Linked DNA regions of Mus musculus: region 1 is linked to region 2. A link is a contact called in public promoter capture Hi-C data. All regions are on one chromosome and are shown on one strand. Each heading gives the region's core, a stretch centred on a gene start, on an enhancer-like site or on the middle of the called end of the contact. The rest is flanking DNA. Distances are from core to core; before and after follow the strand shown.

The links. Capture Hi-C pulls out chosen DNA fragments and counts their contacts.
Region 1: a promoter capture Hi-C map of pancreatic islet shows a contact between it and region 2. The contact joins the promoter of Shmt1 here to the promoter of Rasd1 in region 2.

Annotation. Positions count from the first base shown.
Region 1 is chr11:60,808,376-60,814,691 of GRCm38.p6, forward strand. Shmt1 (serine hydroxymethyltransferase 1 (soluble)) reads right to left here and starts at 2,890. Exons shown (of 12, transcript NM_009171.2): 1 at 2,529-2,890.
Region 2 is chr11:59,963,228-59,969,317 of GRCm38.p6, forward strand. It overlaps Rasd1 (RAS, dexamethasone-induced 1), which reads right to left and starts at 1,717. Exons shown (of 2, transcript NM_009026.5): 1 at 1,293-1,717; 2 at 1-1,139. The coding sequence starts at 1,578. The coding sequence ends at 583. Med9 (mediator complex subunit 9) reads left to right here. Exons shown (of 2, transcript NM_138675.3): 2 at 1-79.

The sequences.
Region 1 (6,316 bases), core at 1,640-4,139, 850 kb after region 2:
GGGCTCCTTCTATCTCTGCAGGAGGTAGACAAAGGAAGTGTTATCATCCTCAAACAGAAATCTCTAGTTAGGACTTCCAGAGTAGTTGTTATTTAAACACAAGCATGAAATCACCAGGCACAGAGCCAGATGCTCAAATGTGCTTCTGCCAGCCCAGCTGCAGCTCCCTGGGAAGGACATGTTTACAGAGATTTCAGATGCCTCTACTGCTCTGCATGTGTGTACCCTTCCTCTTTCTCCACCCCCTACCCCCATGGGGACTCCCCGGGCCTCAATCTTTGGGGCCAGTGAACTCACCCAAGAGCAGCTTCCCAATAAACCTACCTTTAATATAATCTTTAAAAAAAAAAAAAAAGACTTCAGATATCACGCCAAGGACCTTGGGCCTCTCTGGCTACCCTTGAGCTTCCTCTCTCAAGATCAGAACCCATGAAATCCCAGCACCTGTCTGGGCCCTTGGCAAGTGGGAACCAGAATCCACACACCAGTCAGGCTCGGACCTCTGCTCCCCAAATCCCAAGGACAACATTTTCATTAAACATTAACTGCTGGAGGTTAGAAAGGACCTAATCAATGTGAAGAGCAAATCTCCTAACCATCAAAGAACGAAGGTCCACTTAGAATCCTCTTCAGAGGGCCAGACATCTTACTCAGGAACATTTAACCCAGTGTCACTCAGGAGCATTCAGCCCAGTGGCTCCCACGCCTCTCCCCAGAGTGTCCCACCTGGTGGGGTTTTTGTTTTGTTTGTTTGCTTGTTTGTTTTGTTTTTGGAGACTGGGTTTCTTTGTGTAACAGTCTTGGCTAGACTGTTCTATAGACCAAGCTGGCCTTGAACTCAAAGACTGGGCCACCTCAGCCTGCAGAGCGTGGGATTGCCTGGTTCCCACCCTGCTTTTACCACTATGTCGGATCACAGTAGTGCATCCCCTTACTAAACTAATATATGTCCTTCCTGAAATAAGGTACTAAAATAAGCTAGTTTTCTCTGAACTACAAAAAAAGTTCAAATTCTTAAAAAAAAAATCCCATTTGTTTACTGTGTACAGGTGTAGGTACACGTGTTACAACACACAGAAGGAAGTTCCTAGGGGTAAAGTCAGTCCATTAGGCTTGTCTGTGAGTCCCCTAACTCAAGAAGCCATCTTGCTAGCTCAGAATTCTTCAAGGAGCTCAAGAAGCTTAGTGTATACTTGATTGATTGATTGATTGATTGATTGATTGATTTTAAAGACAAGGTTTCATGTAGCCCAGGCAGGCACAGAACTGGCATAGCAGAGAAGAGCCTGAAAGTTCTGGCCCACCCACTTCAGGAGTCCTCAGCTTATAGGCACGCCTCAGCACATTTAGTTTCATGGGATGCTGGACTGAACCCAGCTCCCTGCATTCCAGGCAAGCTTTCTACCAACCAAGCTGCTTTCCCAGGCCTAGCCTCAGTCAGGTATTTAATAGTTTTCAACAACAACAACAAGGTCTCCATATAGAACTATCCTGGAATCACTATGTAGACCATGCTGGCACTGAACTCTGCCTACTTCTACCTCTTTGTCTGCTGGGTGGGATTAAAGGCCATACACCACAATACCCAGGCCAGGGCATTAGTTTTATGTTTTTAGAGAGGGTTTTTCTATGTAGACCAGGCTGGCCTTGAATTCACAGAGATCTTCCTGCGTGTGCCACCACCACTCCTGGCTTACTTAGGGCTTACTTAGGAAGAAGATCTTCACACTATAGACTTTTGATTATTTTGTTTTCCAAGACAGGGTCTCTCTGCAGAGCCCTGGCTGCTGAACTGTCGTTTTTGAGCTAACTTTGGGGAAAACATACAGCATTTCCTTATTACTGTCTATAGGTCTGCCAAAGTCCATACCCACGTGTTAGGCTGTAATGGGGACAGGAACAGTGCGAGTCTCTCTGTGCCCTGCTTTATAAAGAGAGGAGGCTCTCAAAGGCCTTGGAGTGGCTTTAACTAAGGTCATATAACAGAGGCAGAATGTGAACTCCTGTTTACTTTTGGTGCTTCCCAGAATCCTGGGTAACACAATTACTCACCTCCATTCAATTTCCCCTCAAGGAAGAAATTTTAAATGTATTCTGTACGGAGCCTAAACTGGTGTTTCTGGTCCAGCAACTGCCTGGCTCAATTAAACACATTTGTGCTTGCTTCAGCTAACCAAAGGTCACCTAACTTCCAGACCTTGAAATAGAGGCACTGGGCTAAGAACGCTACAAGCCAACCTGTCCCCTAGATAGAGTAACGCACTGCAGATAATCAGGGTTGTACTAGTAAATCAAAAGCAGTGATTACAGACAAACCTCGGAAGCTTCGTTAACATGTATAAACCAAGGGGTTCCATCCCAGCACCACATGAACCGAGAGCGATAGCTCTTACTGGTGAGGTGGAGGCAGAACCATTAGAAGTTCAAGGTCATCCTTGGCTACACATCAAGTTCGAGGACAGCATGTGTGACACTCACACCTCAAACAAAACAAAAAGAAACAATCGCAAAGATTAGAAATTACATACCTTGTATTAGGAGCGTGGATTTTGTGAAAAGGTTCCAACCCTTGGTGCAGGGTGGCCTCCAGTTCACTTGGTTTCGGGAGCTGGCCGTAAACGTCTGTTCCTCCGGTCTTTATGAAAGGGACTAAACGCGTTGTGGTGGCGCACGCCTTTAATCCCAGCACTAGGGAGGCAGAGGCAAGTGGATCGCCGAATTCCTGGAGAGCGCGCGGAAAGTGACCACAGCAACACCTCCAGCCGGAACCCCGCAGCGGGCTGTCCTAACAGCCCAGCACGTGCTCCGGGAACCAGCCTCCCCACCACGTGACACACCACGTCCGGGGGAAACCCAAACTTGGCGCGCAGAGGCCGGAGCTCCACTAAACTCTCCCCAGCGCAGCCTGGTCCCGCCCCGCCCCTACAGCGGCCCAATCAGTGGGAGCATCCAGGTAGAGCCCGCCCCCAGCTGCCCACGCGCGATTCGCCCGCGCTCAGAGCAGGGCAAAGCCTGACGGAAAAAAAAAAAAAAAAAAAGAGCTCTGAACTGGAGGGGGTGGGAAGGAGGAGGGGACTGGGCGGTTCCTTACCTTGGGACCTGGGACTTTTGGGCAGTATTGCTGATTGTAGGAGTGTTTTGTGATCCAGAAGACCTGGATAGGATTGGGGATCGAGCCTGGTTCGGGTTCAGTTTCCAGTAACTAATGCACAAGTGTCCAGGGGATCTGCCTCCAGAGTTCTAGGATTAAAAGTATGTGCTACCATGCCTGACATAAATAGATCTTTTTTTTTTTTTTTTTTTTTGGTTTTTTGAGACAGGGTTTTTCTGTCTAGCCCTGGCTGTCCTGGAACTCGCTCTGTAGACCAGGCTGGCCTCGAACTCAGAAATCCACCTGCCTCTGCCTCCCAAGTGCTGGATTAAAGGCGTGCGCCACCACCGCGGGTCCTGGTGTCAGCCCACAGTAATCCCTATCTCAAATAAATAAGTAAACAAAAAAACAAACAAGACAAACAAAAACCCAGCTGGCATGACCAGAACTCTACAGGCTTTGGCAGAGGGATCTTGAGACAGAGGGCAACCTGACTAAATACCAAGATTCAGGCTAGCTGGCTGTCTCAAATATTAAAATGAGGCTGGCTGTGTGGCTCGGTGTTAGAGAGCCTGCTTAGCCTAAACAAGAGTTTGCGTTGTTTGTGTTACACACGCTAGTAAAAACGAATGAAGCAAATCATATTGCCATGGGGCTAGAGAGATGGATCAGTGGTTAAGAGCATTTGTTGCTTTTGCCGAGGTCCTGAGTTCAATTCCCAGTACCCACATGGGTGGCTCACAACCATTTATACCTTCAGTTCCAGGGGCTCTGATGCACACTTCTGACCTCTGTGGCCAATGCATGCATGTGGTACACACATACATGCAGACAAACACTTGCATATATAAATAAAATAAATTTTTAAATATATATTATTGCCATGTGTGCATAAAAATATAAAAATACATTGTTTAGTAACAAAATTAATTTAAAATGATAAGATTTAAAAAATCATTTTAGAGTCAGGAGGTAGTAGTGCAGCCTTTAGTCCCAGCCCTCAGAAGGCAGAGGCAGGCAAAAGGGTGTTAAATCCCCTAGAACTGGAGTTATAGTTGGCTGTGAACCACCACAAGGGTTCAGAGAACAGAACCTTGGCCCTCTGCAAGAGCAGCAGTGCTCTTACCCACTGAGCCATCTCTCCAGCCCCTAATTTAAAAAAAAATAGATTTAAATAATAAAAATAAAAACAAAACCCCACAGGGCTGGAGAGATGGCTCAGCAGTTAAGAGCACTGCTGCTCTTCCAGAGGACCTGGGTTCAATTCCCAACACTCACATGGCAGCTCACAACAATCCGTACTCCAGTTCCAGGGGATTTAGCACCTTCGTATACATACAGGTAAAGTGTAACTTTGACAATATGTTCTCATTCTCTGGCTGATTCTGACTTCACCTGTGTCTAACTTGTTCTCTCTCTGCAACCTGTCTCTCTCTAACTGTCCCAGCAAAACTGCCTCCTCCTCCTCCTTTTTCTTTTCTCTCTGTGCTGTTCTCTCTTAAGTACCTGTATTAGTCAGGGTTCTCTAGAGTCACAGAACTTATGGGTAGTCTTTGATGACTTAGAATCTGAAGTCCAACTCCCCAACAATGGTCAACAGCAGCTGTGATTGGAAGTCCAAGGATCTAGCAGTTGCTCAGTCCCACAAGGCAAGCAGGCAAAGAAGACTGAATCTTCCTTCTTCCAATATCCTTATGTAGGCTTCCAGCAGAAAGTTGTGTCCCAGATTAAAGGGGTAAACCACCACCCCTGAATCTTGGACTTCCTTGTCCCAGGCTGACCTTGAACTCAGAGATCTCCTTGCCTCAGTCTCCAGGGATTAAAGCCATGTACTACCTTGCCTGAGCCTAAGCTTCTCATGGCCACTATGCCTCAAGATCTCCATGCCAAAGATCCAGGTCAGAAATATGTGTCTTTCAGTCTCAAGATCTGGATCACAGGTGAGCCTTCCAATTCTGGAGTGTAGTTCATTCCAGATATAGTCAATTTGACAAATAGGAATAGCCACTAGAGTATCCTCTCTTTTCTTTCTGTTCTTATGAGAGTTGGGAATATCCTATTTTGTCAAATCTTTCTCTGTTTCATCACTTTGTTTGTCACTCAATTAGACATCACTTTCAAACATGGGTTCTTTCTACAAACTAACTTTACTGAAAATACCCTGCAACAACAAAGCACCAATGCACATAAAATTAAAATAAGTAAGTCTGGGGGCTGGAGAGATGACTCAGAGGTTAAGAGCACTGACTACTCTTCCAGAAGTCCTGAGTTCAATTCCCAGTAACCACATGGTGGCTCACAACCATATGTAATGGGATCTGATGCTCTCTTCTGGTGTGCCTGAAGACAACGACAGTCTACACATATGCATTAAATAAATAAATCTTTAAAAAAATAAGTAAATCTGATTTGTTTTGGTTTTCAAGGCACCACTAGCCTCTGGCTATAAATCTTTAAATTAAAAATAAAACAAACGGGGCTGGTGAGATGGCTCAGCAGGTAAGAGCACCCGACTGCTCTTTTGAAGGTCCTGAGTTCAAATCCCAGCAACCACATGGTGGCTCACAACCATCCTCAACGAGATCTGACTCCCTCTTCTGGTGTGTCTGAAGACAGCTACAGTGTACTTACATATAATAAATAAATAAATCTTTGAAAAAAAATAAAACAAAACACCCCCCCAGTCTCTAGTTGCATATGTAGCAAAGGATGGCCTAGTCGGCCATCAATGGGAGAAGTGGCCCTTGGTCTTGTGAAGATCATATGCCCCAGTACAGGGGAATGCAAGGGCCAGGAAGCTGGTGTGGGTGGGTTGGGGAGCAGGGCGGGGGGGGGGGGAGGGGGGAGGTATACTGGCTAGTTTTGTGTCAACTTGACACAGCTGGGGTTATCACAGAGAAAGGAGCTTCAGTTGAGGAAATGCCTCCATGAGATCCAACTCTAAGGCATTTTCTCAATTAGTGATCAAGGGGGAAAGGCCCCTTGTGGGTGGGACCATCTCTGGGCTGGTAGTCTTGGGTTCTATAAGAGAGCAGGCTGAGCAAGCCAGGGGAGGCAAGCCAGTAAAGAACATCCCTCCATGGCCTCTGCATCGGCTCCTGCTTTCTGACCTGCTTGAGTTCCAGTCCTGACTTCCTTGGTGATGAACAGCAGTATGGAAGTGTAAGCCAAATAAACCCTTTCCTCCCCAACTTGCTTCTTGGTCATGATGTTTGTGCAGGAATA
Region 2 (6,090 bases), core at 467-2,966:
GACCTCACACAATAGAAATGTAGAGATTTTGTTCATGTCACATTGACACTGGAACTATTAAAGTGCAAGTTTTGTGTTTTGTTTTTCTTTTGGGTAATTGCACACACACATGTAAACAAGTCACTTGGCTATGATTGAACACCCCCCCCCCCCACCTCCAGCCAAAGTTTCCAGTTTGCTGAGGACAGAGGTGGCTGACAGCGGCCATGGCAACACCAATCACAGACAAGATAATGCCCTATTATTAGTCCTGCCCTGAAGCGAGCAGGACAGTTACTTTAAGTCTCACAGGCTGATGAACTTCACACGCTTTTTCTCAAACCTCTTGAGAAAAATGCCAAGCGCCCCTCTGCTGGGTCCTGGCATCCCAGAATCGGAGGTGACAGCTCCTGTCTTAGCTAGTTCTCTTTCCTTTCACAGCAGGTGACTGTCCCTTACTGGCTTGGTCTCCCCGGGCTGGGTCTCAGGGAGGGAAGGAGAAGGCCAATTGGCGCTCCTGTGGCACGGACCGCTAGTCCAGGAATCCGATTTGACTTTTGAACAAAAAAGGTCCTCAGGTTGTGTGGCTGACCCTGGGGGCTCCTAACTGATGACACAGCGCTCCTTGTCCTTAGCCTGGCTGCCGACACTGGTTTTTTCACGAATGTACATGAGGTCGCTGTGCACGCTGGGTCTGCGAGCAAAGGGCGCCAAGATGCCAAAGGCATCGCCGTGGTCGCCCCCGCCTCCGCTGCCCGCACGCAGAAGCTTCTTGTTCCTCAGAGCCTTCTTGTGCAGTACGTCGCAGTACTGCACAGATACCTTGCGGTGCAAGTCGGGGCTCATCTCGCTAGGCAGCTTGGCCATGGCAAAGAGCGCACGGAACATCTGGTCCAAGCTGCTGTTCTTCTTGGCTGAGATCTCGAAGTAGGCACAACGCTGAGGGTCGTCACCCACCAGCTGCTCAATCTCCCGCTGCTCTACTTCCCGGTAGAAGTCCCGGTCCCCTTTGTTACCGCAAATGACCAGCGGCACGTCCACATTCTCTTTGGTTTTGTTCTTGAGACAGGACTTGGTGTCTAGGATCTGCTGTTTGAGCCTTTGCACCTCTTCGAATGAGTCGCGGTTGTCTAAGCTGAACACCAGAATGAAAACGTCTCCTATAAGGGAACGAGTGGGAAAGGTGAGGACAGCTGCCAGGCACAGAGCTGCAGACACCCCAGGTGAAGGGGCAAGCCCCAAGCACAACACACCAGCCCCATCCACTCCCCTCAAGACTCCGGTCCCCCTATCCCCGTCGACTCCCCACTCACCTGTGAGGATAGAGAGGCGCCGCATGGCGGGAAACGGATGATTGCCGGATGTGTCCAGTATGTCCAACTGGTAGACTTCGCCGCGGATCGAGTAAAACTTTCGGTGGAAGTCCTCGATGGTAGGGGTGTAAGCATCCTCGAAACGGCCCGTGAGGAAGCGCGACACAATGGCCGTCTTGCCCACTTTGGATGAGCCGAGGATGACCATCCTGTAGCAGTTCTTGGCCGGGATACTCAGTTCAGAGTCGCTTGGGCACATCTTCTTGATCATCGCGGCCAGTTTCATTGGGTAGAGGGGCCCCAGGGGCGGATGCGTGGCCGAGAGAAGGTAGAGAGAGGGCTGCAGAGAACTCCGGAGTGACGGAAGAGCTTGGCTTCGGGACTGCGCGAGCTGGTCTGGGCTCTTGGGTACAGACAGCAGGCTCAGGCTTTCCGCGCCCCACACCGCCCTTATATTCAGTTGGCCGAAGCCCGGCCAGGCACCTCCCAGCTAAGGTGCGTCACGTCCCGCCCCCGGACGCGCCCAGCTCCTCCTAGACGCAGCGACCTCCGCCTTGGAGCCTGAGGCTCCTCTTCAGACCTACGTGCGCTGAAAGGAAAACTAAATCCAAACTACGGCCAGTGGGATCCGGCGCTTCCCACTTTTGGCCGCAGAGGTCCTGGCTGTGCCTTTGATTCACTTACCTCTGGGATCTCCATTCTCTTAACACTAGTGCACAGACACCCACTTTTCTTGGGCCTTAGTTTCCCCAAAAAATATTATCTGATGATAGCAACAGATTTGCTGGACATTTGCCCCAGGGCCAACCCCTTAGGTCCCCGGACTCTTGGTGCTCTCCTGGGCTTAGTGTCCGGTGTTTGTGGGTTTTCTATGTTATCGTCCGCGCTTTGCGCTTCAGCCACCAGAGGGAAGCAGGGAGCCCCACGGACCCGCTGGGATGCCTAAGGTTGTGGCCACTCTGGAGAGGGGCAGGAGGCTGGCTGGGGACCCTGACGGGGAGCGCTGTCATGGACTTCCTGTGCTCTACTTTCCCAACTAGAGAGAATCTGATCGATGGGGACCTCAGTAGAGGAGAGTCTGTACCTGACTTCATACTTCGAGACAAGCCCCTTTAAAAAAAAAAAATCAAAACAGGCCAGAGTACCTACAGCCTCCTATGGCTTTCGGGACTTTCCCCTCTCGTGGGCCAATTCATCGTCATTTTGCACTGAGGTGGCTGACTGGGGCCGATGATCTCAGAGGAGGCCTGGAAGCACAACCTTCACTGTAGTTCAGTTTCCCTTTCTGAAAGATGACACTGGTTCCTTGATTGTAAAGATTAAGTACAAACACGTTCCGAGACCAGGGCCTGGTCAGAACAATAAAAGTATAGTATCAGGGAGGCTGCCTAGGGGAGGAAGCCGGTGGCAGGTTGATCAGTAACCAGGACTGAGTGATGCTTGAGGAGAAACGGGACGCGTCTGCTGCTTGTAACTGACGACACAGGTGAGCTGTGTTTATTCTGCTCTGACCTCGTCTTATTTAGGAGAGGCCCAGAGACCGAGTGGCTGACAAATGCCCCTTGCCCATCCAGGCAGTCTTGGTGTCCCACAGGCAGGGCTAAAGTCATTCCCACCCATCCAGATGCTTGCACTATGATCCAGGATTTCAACAGAAACCCAGTCTCTAGATCAGCAGTGGGCATCCTGCCTGGAGCCCATGCAACGTAGGTGTATTGATTTGGTGGTCCCTGTGCTAAATGATAATGCTCTCCCTGGAGACAGAGAAGCAACACTCTGCATTTAACAGATGGGGGAACTGAAGCACAGGGAAGCACGCTGCTGGCCACCTGGCTCCCAGTCTTCCCTTCCTCCCCTCTGCCTGTGCCCCCACAACAGAGCCCACTACACAGGCTGCTGCGGTTGTCTGGCCCGTTTCAATCTAGCAGGATATCCATATTCACTCCCCTTCCTCCCAGGCTGCTTCTACATCCATATCAATTGAGGAACCCGGGACTCATCAGCTAGATCTAGGACAGGCCAGTTGGGGTGAGTCCTTCACCTCCTGGTTCCTGCCCTTGCCCCTGCTCCCCTCCCTTCACCTGGGGTGTCTGCCCTCATCTGGGAGAAGGACCTGTGCCTCAGCCAAACACAGGACTGCTGCATTCAGTAATAAGCATAGAGTGTCACTGCAGGAAGAGGCCTCTTAAGGGGGCAAGTAATGGCTGCGCACCCGGCTGAGGCCCTTCTCCTCTGCCTCCAGAAGGCACTGTGTGGAAGGCTGGGGCTCTGACTCAGGATGGGCAGAGCCAATGTCACCATTCCCCTGAGTCTTCAGTCCCAGGAAAATCCAAGGAATAAGAAGAGAGGGATGAGCTGGGCAGAGGTGGTGCACGCCTTTAATTCTAGCACTTGGGAGACAGAGGCAGGTGGATTTCTGAGTTCGAGGCCAGCCTGGTCTACAGAGTGAGTTCCAGGACAGCCAGGGCTACACAGAGAAACCCTGTCTCAGAAAAACCAAAAAAAAAACAAAAAAAAAAACAAAAAACAAAAAACAAAAAACGAAAAACAAAAAAACAAAAAAAAGCAAAACCAAGAAGAAGAAGAGGAGGAGGAGGAGGAAGAGGAAGGGGAGGAGGAAGAGGAGGAGGAGGAGGAGGGATGGCAGAATCAAAGCTATGGTCCAGCTCTACCCACAGACATCCAGATGGCCAAGGCTCAGCTTAGATTCATGGCCCTCTCTCCTTCCACTGTCAGTGTCACGACTGGGCCTGACATCTTGCCTCAGTCCCTTCTAGATGCAAGGTGACTGGCAGACACTGGTGGTTTCCTGCCACCTCCGAGGTTCATTTACCCAGCTCAAACACCCTGTCAGGAAGACTCCATCCTCCAGGCGCACAGTCACACAGCCTCTGCCAGCAAGTCTCCGGTCGCAAGAACACTGAGGGGTCTGAAAGACAGGCAGTGCTGTCCCACATAATCCCAACTACCATCTGTGTCCCCCCAGGCCACTGCTCCACAGGGGACAGCATGTGCATCCCTTTCCCAGAAACTCTGGAAGTCACTGTGATGTTTCCTTACCACACAGGTTTGTAGCAGTGTCAGGCTTCCTGCTCAGAACAGAACTCTTACCAACTGATCAAATGCTGAGGGGAGTCCAGCGGAAGCCAAGGGTCTGTAAGCTGGAAATGCCAGCCACACAGCCTCATCCAGAGGCAGAGAGGACTCAGAAGGTTCTTTGAAGTTGGGTCACAAAGAAGGGCATCGGGTGCCACCACATTACCCACAGGGGCCAATCCTACTTGTGCCTGCAAGAGGACCCCACAGGTTGTCTCTGCTCCACTTCCTGTGGGGCCTGGTGGGTAGTCTTTAGATTATTGTGAGGGAGCCTTTGAAATGTGGTTGTAGGACCCCAACCCCTTTCTCATTTACCCTTTACTTCTTGGCCATTGGGTAAGCAGCTTGCCCTACTATGTGCCCCCAACTTGCCCTACTATGTGCCCAACACACATACTGTGCCCAACAGTATGTACTGGCTTCATGTGGGTTCGAAACAACACAGCCAGCAGTCAGGAGGCAGCCCCAGCTCTCTGGCAACCAGCTCACTCCTGGTGGGCTCCATCCCATCCCTGTCTCCTGCTGGATTCCAAGGGACACACTGGGGTTCAGACACATGTGCCCAGTCACATCAGACACATGTGGGTGTATGAAGAGGACACCCATGCTCTGTGGTCTCATTTCTCTCCTCAGATCCCTCTGCAGCCTCTTCTCCTCTCTGAAATTATATGACCTCCATGTCTGCCTTGACTGCTGCCTCCACCCAGTAGTCAGGGAGCTGGGGCTGCCTCTTCCCTCTGCCCATACCCACAGCCTTGCAACTGAGCCAACAGGTACATGCGGGGATGCCAGTGATAGAGCTGAGCCTCTCTTGGTGCAGGGGACTGGACAAGAGGACACCAGTGGCAAAGGGGGCATCTCTGCCCCATTTGGTGCCAAGGGTACCAATGCTTCTCTAGCCAGGCCTTACCAGGACACCTGCCTGAGCTTCTGGATAGGGCGTGCATGGTACTCTCTACAGTGAGGAAACAGGTAAAGACTTCTTGCTTCAGTGGTCTTTGCACTTTTCGCCACCAGAAGGGGTATGAGGGAGGGACAGAGCTCAGGATGACAGCCCTAGACTCTGTCATGGGCCCAGGGCAACAAGGCTCTGGGCCATACTAATAAAAGGTGTGGTTCTTGTCTGCCCAACCAGGGTCTCCAGCCAATGCTCTGGCCTGGGGCTGGGAGGGGAAGCCCAGGCCTCCTCAGAGGGCCTGGAAATGTGAGGCAGGAGACCTGTGCACAGTTAGGTGGCAAGCCCGGGGCACTTGTAAAAGCCCATGTGAGCCTTGGGTGACAACAGGATGTCAGGAGAGGGAGGCAGCCTTAGATGCTGTCTCATGAGCCCCAGGACTAGATAGCCCAGGGCTGGAACAGGCACAGGCTGATCGTCTGGATCCCCAAATCTCACAAGGTTTTCTGGGTCAGTGAGGCACCCTGGCAAAGAAACACAGCTGAGACTAAGGAGGTGAGGGTCTCTGGTGAGTTGGGATAATCACCTCAAAGTCCAGCAAGCTTAGCTATCCCTAAGCCACCCATTAGAAGCCCGGAGTCCTGGAGGTCAGGGTGGTCTTAGCTGCTAATGGTCACACAGTGACAAAGAGCAGAGGAAGCTGTTCTTTGGCTTCCTCTGATGCCAAAAGTCACCTTGTGACCCACCTTCTTGGTCACTTGTGCTCTGCCTACGTACCCCTGTAGTGAGAATTCTGGAATTTGGGGT